3 separate regions of the Mus musculus genome follow, and regions 2 and 3 are each linked to region 1. A link is a contact called in public ChIA-PET and promoter capture Hi-C data. All regions are on one chromosome and are shown on one strand. The core of a region is the stretch at or near the end of the contact, and the rest is flanking DNA. Distances in the headings are between cores, read along the strand shown. Region 1 holds the start of Sirt7 (sirtuin 7). Region 2 overlaps Ccdc57 (coiled-coil domain containing 57). Region 3 overlaps Ccdc57 (coiled-coil domain containing 57).

What was found. Promoter capture Hi-C pulls out the DNA fragments that hold promoters and counts their contacts. ChIA-PET counts read pairs in DNA pulled down with a chosen protein or histone mark.
Region 2: an RNA polymerase II ChIA-PET map of memory CD8 T cells shows a contact between it and region 1, with 5 read pairs. The contact joins the enhancer-like site here to the promoter of Sirt7 in region 1. A contact is called at or near these places in 6 of 39 promoter capture datasets (the HPC-7 cell line, the SN4741 cell line, cranial neural crest and 3 more), 2 of 484 Hi-C or Micro-C datasets (the G1E-ER4 cell line and liver) and 5 of 115 datasets of contacts at active chromatin or transcription factors (effector CD8 T cells, embryonic stem cells, memory CD8 T cells and 1 more).
Region 3: a promoter capture Hi-C map of liver shows a contact between it and region 1, with 3 times the contacts expected there. The contact joins the enhancer-like site here to the promoter of Sirt7 in region 1. A contact is called at or near these places in 3 of 39 promoter capture datasets (cranial neural crest, liver and pre-B cells), 2 of 484 Hi-C or Micro-C datasets (the G1E-ER4 cell line and liver), 3 of 115 datasets of contacts at active chromatin or transcription factors (embryonic stem cells and pancreatic cancer cells) and 2 of 9 other capture datasets (adipose tissue and liver).

What each region holds. Positions count from the first base shown.
Region 1 is chr11:120,623,344-120,626,424 of GRCm38.p6, reverse strand. Sirt7 (sirtuin 7) reads left to right here and starts at 1,411. Exons shown (of 10, transcript NM_153056.3): 1 at 1,411-1,548; 2 at 1,615-1,752; 3 at 1,831-1,935. The coding sequence starts at 1,453. It overlaps Mir6936 (microRNA 6936), which reads left to right and starts at 1,549; the gene lies at 1,549-1,602. It also overlaps a transcript of Mafg not described here.
Region 2 is chr11:120,915,181-120,918,261 of GRCm38.p6, reverse strand. The region is part of intron 3 of Ccdc57 (coiled-coil domain containing 57); the gene reads left to right. Among named protein-coding and RNA genes, the nearest start is that of A430102A20Rik, 16 kb to the left of the region's middle. Within about 2 kb of position 1,566, at least 60 of the 459 cell types and tissues checked have an H3K27ac peak or open chromatin away from gene starts, as enhancers often do. A contact at or near this core is called in memory CD8 T cells, where this site is marked.
Region 3 is chr11:120,896,491-120,899,571 of GRCm38.p6, reverse strand. Ccdc57 (coiled-coil domain containing 57) reads left to right here. Exons shown (of 19, transcript NM_027745.1): 8 at 1,605-1,763. Among named protein-coding and RNA genes, the nearest start is that of A430102A20Rik, 35 kb to the left of the region's middle. Within about 2 kb of position 1,396, at least 36 of the 459 cell types and tissues checked have an H3K27ac peak or open chromatin away from gene starts, as enhancers often do. A contact at or near this core is called in liver and pancreatic cancer cells, where this site is marked.

The sequences.
Region 1 (3,081 bases), core at 162-2,661:
GTCCACAGTTTCCTCTGTAGAGTATGGTCCCAGAGAGTCCCCCCTGTGTTGTGTGCAGCTGGGTGTGGTGCCTGCTGTGCAGGGAGCCAGTGGCAACACTGTGTTAACAGGGATCACCACCATCACCCGGCTTCCAGCAGGCTGGTCTCAGCTCATCTTTCAGTTCTATGTGTGCTCTGTTAGCCTTGGTGATCAGGGCCAGGGTTTGCAGCTTTGATAAACTACTTGGAGATGGTGAGGCCACTTCCCTGCTACCTCCCTCTCTGGTGTGGCCACTTGGCTAAAGCTCCCATCCGCAGCTGGGATGTCTGAGCCACAGCCTGCTACACTGTTTCCCCTCTGGGATCTTCTGAGTTACTTTTTTAGGCTGTGGTTTAGTGAAAGGAACCAACACATTAACAATCTCCCCAGAAGCCACTGAATAATTCTTGGCATATTTTCTCAGTGCCATTGGCCGCCTGGTTTGGGAGCAGTTGTGGAACAGAGGACAGATCGGTACCATACAGAGGCATGGGTTCGCTGTAGCTGCTCACAGTTTGCCTGTTCCTGGCGTGTGTCCTAGGTGTGTGCTATACCTGCTGGGCCAGCTACACACATACGTACCCTGCCCCTGGAGCAACGGCATTAATATAGCACGGGTGTCTCTGGAAGTGTGAGGTAGAGTGTTCTAGGAAGTGTTCCTGATAAGATTTCCTTGTTCTCTAGGGCCCCCGTTGGGCTTTTGGCCCCTCCAGCAACTTTATGCCCCAACCCCACTTTTCCTCCCATTCTCTGTCTGCTAGTCTCTGAAGCCTTTAACCAAATGGGAATGGGTACAGAAAGCCTTCTCCTGGCAACTTAGGGCAACAGGACAAGGGCTATTGTGTGTCCAGCTCTGTTGGTCTCCTGGTGCTGAGAGGTGTGTCCAAGCAGAGTTGATCAGCCCCTGCCTGCCCTGCAGGGCTGAAGCCAGGGGGAAGGTTAGTAGAGAGTACCCTAAATGGGGTGAGGGTCCTTCAACATCCAAGTGAGGAGGGGCTGTGGTGTGGCTGCAAGGTGAGACCCTGTCTCCTGCACCTGGGTAGGGCCATAGGGGATCTGGCTGCAAGGTGAGGCCTGGACTTGGAGAGCAATCAGTCTCCTGGCCTCAGCAGGCAGCAGCCTTGGTGCCCACCCGTGCCCTGCGCAGTATTTATTGCTAAATTATTGTCCAGGAGGGGCGGCACTGGGCCTGGCCCCCCGGGTATTTATTGCTGTACATAGTGTATGTTTGTGATATATAAGGTTTTCTTTATTTTGTATATGATCAATAAACGCCTTTTAAAGAGATCTGGTGGTATTTCTTTGAAATCCCGAAGGAGCAAGGGTGGGAAGGGCGAGCCGGAAGAGGTGGAAAGGGCCGGGCCCGCGCATGCGTCTCTGTAGCTGCCGGATGAGGCGGAAGCGGAAGCCGGAAGCGCAGTCAAAGGAGCGATGGCAGCCGGTGGCGGTCTGAGCCGCTCGGAGCGCAAAGCTGCTGAGCGGGTCCGGAGGCTGCGGGAGGAGCAGCAGCGGGAGCGCCTCCGCCAGGTGAGCCACTGCCGTGCCCGCGCTCGCGCCGGCGCGCGCGGTCGCTCACCCGCTGCTCGTCCGTAGGTGTCACGCATCCTGAGGAAGGCGGCTGCAGAGCGCAGCGCGGAGGAGGGCCGGCTCTTGGCCGAGAGCGAGGATCTGGTGACCGAGCTGCAGGGTCGAAGTCGGCGGCGTGAGGGCCTCAAGCGCCGCCAGGAGGAGGCGAGTCGCGGGCAGCGGGTGCTGGGCGGCGGGCTGCGGGAGGCGAGCGGCGGCAATAACCAGCCTGGCTCCTATCAGGTGTGTGATGACCCGGAGGAGCTGCGGAGGAAGGTCCGCGAACTGGCCGGAGCTGTCCGAAGTGCCAGGCACTTGGTTGTCTACACGGGCGCTGGAATCAGCACAGTGAGTGAGGGCCTGCGCGTTGCTTCGGGTGTGAGGCGCCCCCTTCTGGGATGCAAACTCGGGCTGTACAGTGCTGGAGTTCAAAATCTCGCTCACCTTTGAAGTAACTTCAAGGTGTCCTTTCTCAGAGACCCGAAGCAATTCTAGATTTAAGACTTAACTAAGGCAACGTGACAGTGGTGGCACATTCCTTTAGTCCCAGCACTTGGGAGACAGGAGGATCTCTGTAATTTCAAGATCAGCCTGGTCTGCATAGGGACTGCATAGGGAGTTCTAGGTCAGCCAGGGCTAAAGAATAAGTCAATAAATAATAATTAAGCTAAGTCAAAGAGTTACAGAATGCGTAGTTTCTGACTGCCAATCAAACATGGAACAGTAGTAGGGCATAGTAGCCAACTGCCTGCTAATGCCTTCTCCCTTAAAGTGCAGACAAATTGATCGATTTACGTGATGTGGACAAACTGGAGCCCTAGTCTTTCTCCTGAGCCTGTACTCCTTGAAGAAAGATAAATGGAAAACTAGTGTCGAGTCCCAAATCTCCAATCTCAGGACTCAGGAGGTGGGGCCTGGTAGAGGAGGAAGATCAAGATCAAACTCTTGAGAGCAGCCTGGCTCGAAGCTCCATGCAAGACCCTGGCTCGGGGAAAAAAAAAAAAAAAACCAGACAGAGTCCTGGTACAATAGGTACATTTGAGAAATGCTGTCCTCTTGACTCTGAGAGCTCTCCTGGGAAGGCTGAGGGATGACTAGCTTTGAAGTTGAATATTTGACCTCAGGCGAACTCGGCTTCTATTCTGAGAAGCCCTGAGGTGGTCTGGAGAGATGGCTCAGTGGGTAGCGTGCCTGCTATGCAAGCGTGAAGACCCGAGTTTGGACTCTCAGAATCCATGTGAAGAAGCTGAGCAGTACCACACTCTGTAACCCCCAGAACTGGGAAGATAAGCTCAGAAGCCCCCCTGAAGCCCTCTGGCTAGCAGCCTAGCCAGATCCACGAGCTGCAGGTGCATTGAGAGACTAACAACTACAACAACAAAGGTGGGGGAGGCAGTGAGAAGCTCACTGAATACTTAGGCACTTGCTACCAAGCCTGGTGCATGAGTCCGGTCCTCAGAGCTCACACAACAGAAGAGAACTGACCGCCACAAG
Region 2 (3,081 bases), core at 317-2,816, 290 kb before region 1:
GTCATATATGTGCATATATGTACACATATTCTTTTTTAAAAAATGTTTTATTTATTATACGTATATGAGCACACTGTAGCTATCTTCAGACACACCAGAAGAGGGCATCGGATCCCATTACAGATGGTTGTGAGCCACCATGTGGTTTCTGGGAATTGAGCTCAGAACCTCTGGAAGAGCAGTCGGTGCTCTTGACCACTGAGCCATCTCTTCAACCCTGTACACACATATTCTTAACAAAATAGGAAAAAAAAAAAGTTGAGCATGGTCATGTGACATCTGTCATAGCACTCATGATCATGTGACATCTGTCATAGCGATCATGGAGACTGCAAGCGTTAAGCCCCTGTAGGCTACATGATGAAAACTTGTCAGAAAAACAAAAAAAGTTGAGTATGTAGGCCTGAACTGGAAGTGTGTGTGGCCTTGGCGGGAGAGAGCCTGTCCTTTTGAAGCAGAAGTTGTGGAGTCTTGACTTGAAGTGGCAGAAGAGATGGCTTCAGCCTTGTGCTAGTAGCAACAACCACTTTTCAGAGGCATTGGAAGAGGAGATTCAAAGGCCAAGAGCAAAGGCCCTCAGAAGATGTACACCATGCATTTGTATTTACAGTGGGTTACATGAATTTGCTTGTGTGTATTTGGGGCAGAAACACACATGCTGTAGCTTGCCTGTGAAGGTCAGAGGGACTCTGCGGGAGTCAGTTCCCACTGTCTAGGTCCTAGGGAGTGGAACTCAGATCAGTAGGCAGGGCGATAGAGTCGTCTCTGTAGCCAGAGCATGTGTTCATGTCTGAAGAGTTCCTGCATTCCTGTGACGATGAGTTTATAAACGTGCCATAGAAGACAATAAGGAAAAAAAAAAGGGCTGGTGAGATGGTTCAGTGGGTAAGAGCACCAACTGCTCTTCCAAAGGTACTGAGTTCAAATCCCAGCAACCACATGGTGGCTCACAACCACCCATAATGAGATCTGATACCCTCTTCTGCTGCGTTTGAAGACAGCTACAGTGAACTTATATTAATAAATAAATCTTTAAAAAAAAAAGACAATAAGATGCCTTCCTTTTTCTTTTTTAAATTGTGTGTGTATCAGTGTTTTGGAGTGTATGTGCATGTCCACAGAGGCCAGAAGAAGGCATGAGGCCTTCAACAGTCATTGCATGTGGTTATGAACCACCATATGGATGCAGGTCCTCTGAAGAGCATAGTGCTCTGAGTCACTGAGCCACCTCTGCAGCTCAGGGCTCAGGGTGCCTTATTTCAATACTTCTGGTTATTTAGGAACCAAGGGACAAATTGGAATAGTGGATGAAACGTTTGAACAACTCAGAGAGATTTTTTTTTCCAGTTAAATTGTTAGAATTCTTGAAGACAGCTTACTTTAAAAATGACATATAGACACCTATAAGTTAAATTGACCCCTGAGAGTTGCTGCCACTGCAGAAACTTCTGCCTCACCCTCCAGGTGAGAAAGATCTTGCTGGAAGCAGTGGGGGGTGAGGTTAAGGACAAAGAGCTGAAAGTGGTGGGTTTGCAGGGCAGAAAGGAAGTGATGTCACAACTAACACACTTCCGCCTTAGCTGGGGGATGGGGGGATGGGCTTCTTCCGTGATTGGAAACTTGTGTCTTGAGCAACCTTGATGATGTCATTCTGACGGTGGAACTGAAATGTCAGTCTCACATAAAAACAAGTGGAAAACAACAGTAGATTTTGCTCTAAAAGAACATGAACAAACTTGGTATTTTAAAGCCTGACAGTCTGAATGCTTAATAAATTGACATAATTTTCATTAGAAATATATTTGATTTTTTTTGTTTTTGTTTTTGTTTTTGTTTTTTTGTTTTTTGAGACAGGGTTTCTCTGTGTAGCTCTAGCTGTGTCCTGGAACTCACTCTGTAGACTCAGAAATTCGCCTGCCTCTGCCTCCCAAGTGCTGGGGTTAAAGGTGTGCGCCACCACTGCCCAGCTATTTGAATTTTTAAAATATTGTGTTCCCTTATTTTAAAAAGAAAGGAAATAAATATTTATATTCCACCATGTCTGGCCCCACTGACCATAATCACAAAACATGGTAATACTCGATGTCTCAGGATCTTCCTGACTTCCACTGTGGGGTAATCATCCGGTCACCCTGGGAGTCTGGGCCGATCTCCTCAGCCAGCACCGTAGTTCCTTTCCTCACCTATTGACCTAGGGGCTGGAGGGTCCCAAAGTGGTCAACGTGCCTGAGAGGTCTGGTGGAACCATTGTAGTGCCTGTAGAAGAGTTTCCCACTCTGGAATCAAGACTTGTGGTGCACCCTGGGAGCAGGAGGTAAATGGCTTACTAGAGGTGGTGATGAGTAATGCTGTTTTTATTGCTACCTCTCAGTTCCTGGACCCATGGATTGTTGCCATGGTGGAAATTACCATTCATTGAATTCCAATTCAGAGCTTCTTCAGCCTTCTAGATCTCATTTCGGCTCAGCAAGTTAATGCCACTTAGCTGGTACTGTAAATTAATCTTCAAAAGGCCATTTCAGGGCTGGAGAGATGGCTCAGTGGTTAAGAGCACTGACTTCTCTTGCAGAGGTCCTGAGTTCAAGTCCCAGCAACCACATGTTGGCTCACAACCATTCATAATGAGATCTGATGCCCTCTTCTGTGGTGTCTGAAGACAGCTACATTGTACTTACATATAATAAATCTTTTTTTTTTTAAAGGCCATTTCACAGGTCAATCAAACCAGCAGCTCATGATGGCGAAACCATGATAAGACCCACGAATCTTACAACCTAGAGCCCACTAAGTACTTCTGTGACTGTGAAGTGTGTCCTTGGTCAGGAGACATCCATGCTCTGTAGATGAGGCATTCTGTGGTCCAAGCATTACATGAAGGTAGAAAGTAAACCTGTACTCAGAATAAATAAATATCTGCTCTAATAAGGACACAGCGCTGTCCCCTCCCTGATGGCAGTGGGCCACCAGGTCTCTGGCTGGTCGTCCTGGAAATGATTCCATGGAGGAGCACTGTATGGGTTTTGTTGCTGGTAGCGTGGACACTCAACAGTAACCACAACCAGACAAGCCCTGCTAAGTGGG
Region 3 (3,081 bases), core at 147-2,646, 270 kb before region 1:
GTGGCTGCCTCGAGGAACGAATGCTGGCTCATTGCTGTTCCTTTGCAGTGGCAGGGCCCTACAGAGCCTGGCTGCTTCCTGCCTCCTCTTGAAGCCTTAAACTAAATGACTTTGTGTTTTGACAGGGTCTCACTCTGTATAGTCCTGGCTAGCTTGGAACTCATAATCCTCCAGCCTTAGCTTCCTGGAATTATAGTGTGTCACATCCAGGCCAGCCTGGTCTACAAAGTGAGTTCCAGGACAGCCAGGGCTACACAGAGAAACCCTGTCTCAAAAAAACCAAAAAAAAAAGGGGGGGGGGGGTTACTACTACAGACAGGGCATTTCCCTGACAGTAGAAAACAGGGCAGGGTGACATGTATCTGTAATCTCAGAGCTCTTAAGGTGAGGCCAGCCTAGGCTGCTAACTGAAACCCCATCTCAAAAGAACATGTTCAGAAAACCCAAATTTGAATCTCTCTTCTTACTTGTGGGGAGTTTGGTGACCAGTCCACCTCTGTCCAGCATGTGCTGGCATTCTGTGACAACCTCAGTGCTCAGTGCTTGCCCTCTCGGTGGGTTTGCACACATGTATGATTAGGATAAAGACACAGGTTTGCTAGTGGCATGTCTGCTCCACTTGGAGCAGTCAGAGTCTACTGGTCTTCACTGTAAGACGGCAGTAGTCATACTGGCAGCTAAGTCAGGCCACGTGTTGGGGAAAGGAGGTAGAATGTGAAGGAGGCCACAGTGGACACAGGTCACTGGACCAGGTGTTTCTGTGCTGACCCTGGGAATGCCGGCCTGGGAAGCAGCCTGGTGAGAAGTGTTGCTGAGGGCATTTCCAGGAGCATTTCCTCAGTACCAGACACCGGCTCAGAAGGCAGAGTCAGGTGGGCTTGCCCAAAGTGACTGAAAGTGGCTGCCTCGTGTGTCCTGTTTTCAGTACTCCCAGAGCGTGTGAGATGTGGCACAGTGGCTCTCCATGCTGTTCCAGGGCAGGTTTGAGACTCAACACCTGGCTCTTGATTCAGGGCAGCTACTCACCTTCTGCTTGTCATGCCCACACGGGACAGCCCATCAGCACAGAGCCCCAGAAGGTCTGTTCCCAGGGGTGTGGTCTTTGGTGCACCGTGTGACAAAGGCAGGTTTTCCGTGAGCAGGGATGGTCTTGGTTAGATGGCCTCTCCTGAAAGTGTCACTTGATGTGTGTTTTTTGGGAAAGCTTGCGTGTTTGGGCGGTTTGCCCAGCAACACTTGACTGTCAAGCTAATGTGTGGCCTCTAGAGTCTTCTTGAAGTGTGTTAGGTGCTGGACTGGGCACAGTGAAAGATGCAGAGGTGACTCACCAGCAGCACTTCCTCAGTCCCACAGGCTGTGTGTACAGATCACCTTTCCCCCTTGCGTAATTTGGCCCTTTATAGTCAATTAGTTAACAGTAGCTTGGCTGGCTGCTGGATGTTTCTTCCTGAGTAGAACCATGGTCTTAAATTAGGCAATGGTTTGCCTTCTAATGTGGCTTTTTGAGAGGGCTGGCCAACTGTGTGTGTGCTCCTCTGGGTCTGTATGGGAGCACGAGAGAGAACAGGAGACGCTCACTGCACTCCCAAACTCTTCCCGTGCAGATTTCGTGAAGATGCGGCAGCTCTGAAAGCTGCCTGGGACGCCCAGATCACGCAGATGTCCAAGGAGACTGTCTCCAAAGACTTTCAGATTCACACGCTGCAGGAAGAAGAGATGAAGCTCAAGGCACAGGTGGCCAGATTCCAACAGGACATAGACAGGTACCATTCCCAAGGCAGTCACCCATGCTGAGTGTTTCCTGCAGACAAGAACCATTACAGGTCCTCAGGATTGAAACCACATCAAACAAACTTGGCCCTGCATTCCCTGGGGGAGGAATGGTCAATGGTTTGAAAGCAGATCGTGGTGGTAGTAAGGACAGCAAACATCCAAGCCCAGAGGGCATGTCCAGAGACTTTGGGATGAGGAGATCAAGGAGAGCAGCCAAGGGCTGGTGTGGTGGCGAGCAATGTCCACCTTCCTCTGCCATCAGCTTGCAGAAGCAGACAGAGTACCATGATTTCAAGGCCAACCTGATCCCCATAACACTGCAGGACATCCATCTCTACATGGAGAGACCCTATCTCAAGGGAAAGAAAAAAGAAAGAAAGAAAGAAAGAAAGAAAGAAAGAGAGAGAGAGAGAGAAAGAGAGAGAAAGAAAGAAAGAAAGAAAGAAAGAAAGAAAGAAAGAAAGAAAGAAAGCAAGCAAGCAAACAAAACCCACCATGCTTGTCTCTCCTGTTGATTGTAGTAACTTACACTTGGTGAAAGCAAGGGCCTGTTCTTACAGTGTCATCAAGTCAGACGATGTAATCCAGATGGACACACACATCCACACCCTCCACTCTGTCTCATCCAGACCCCTCAGCTCTGTGGCCAGCCCTGACCACCCTGGGGAAGGGCCTTTGTGGACTGGACTTCTGAATGGCGGCCATAATATGGCTTTTGATCCTAGCTTCTTTGGATTTATCACTGGTTTGTGTTTGTTTGTTTGTTTTGTTTTGTTTGTTTGTTTTTAAGATTTATTTATTTATTATATGTAAGTACACTGTAGCTGTCTTCAGACACTCCAGAAGAGGGCACCAGATCCCATTACAGATGGTTGTGAGCCACCATGTGGTTGCTGGGACTTGAACACTGGACCTTTGGAAGAGCAGTCGGGTACTCTTACCCACTGAGCCATCACACCAGCCCTGTTTGTTTTGTTTTGTTTAGGTTTTCCTCTGATTTTTTTTTCTGTCCATTTTGGTACTTTGATCTCCTCTGTCCACTTTGTCCCTGTCCCTGGTTCCTGTAATCTTACTGCCTGTCAGTGGATAGCAAAGGCTTCTTATGACACTGGTCATTTGATGGCCTCCCCTTTACCTTAGACCAGCCTCACTGGAGGCTTATCAGTTCTATCAATATTTTGCTGATCTTTGTGAAGAACCAACTTAGGATTTGATTTTCTCCATTGTTGTTGTTGTGGTGGTGGTGGTTGGTAGTGGTTGTTGTTCTATTTCCTATTTCCTTTGGCTTTGGTTTGTTGTTCTGATCAA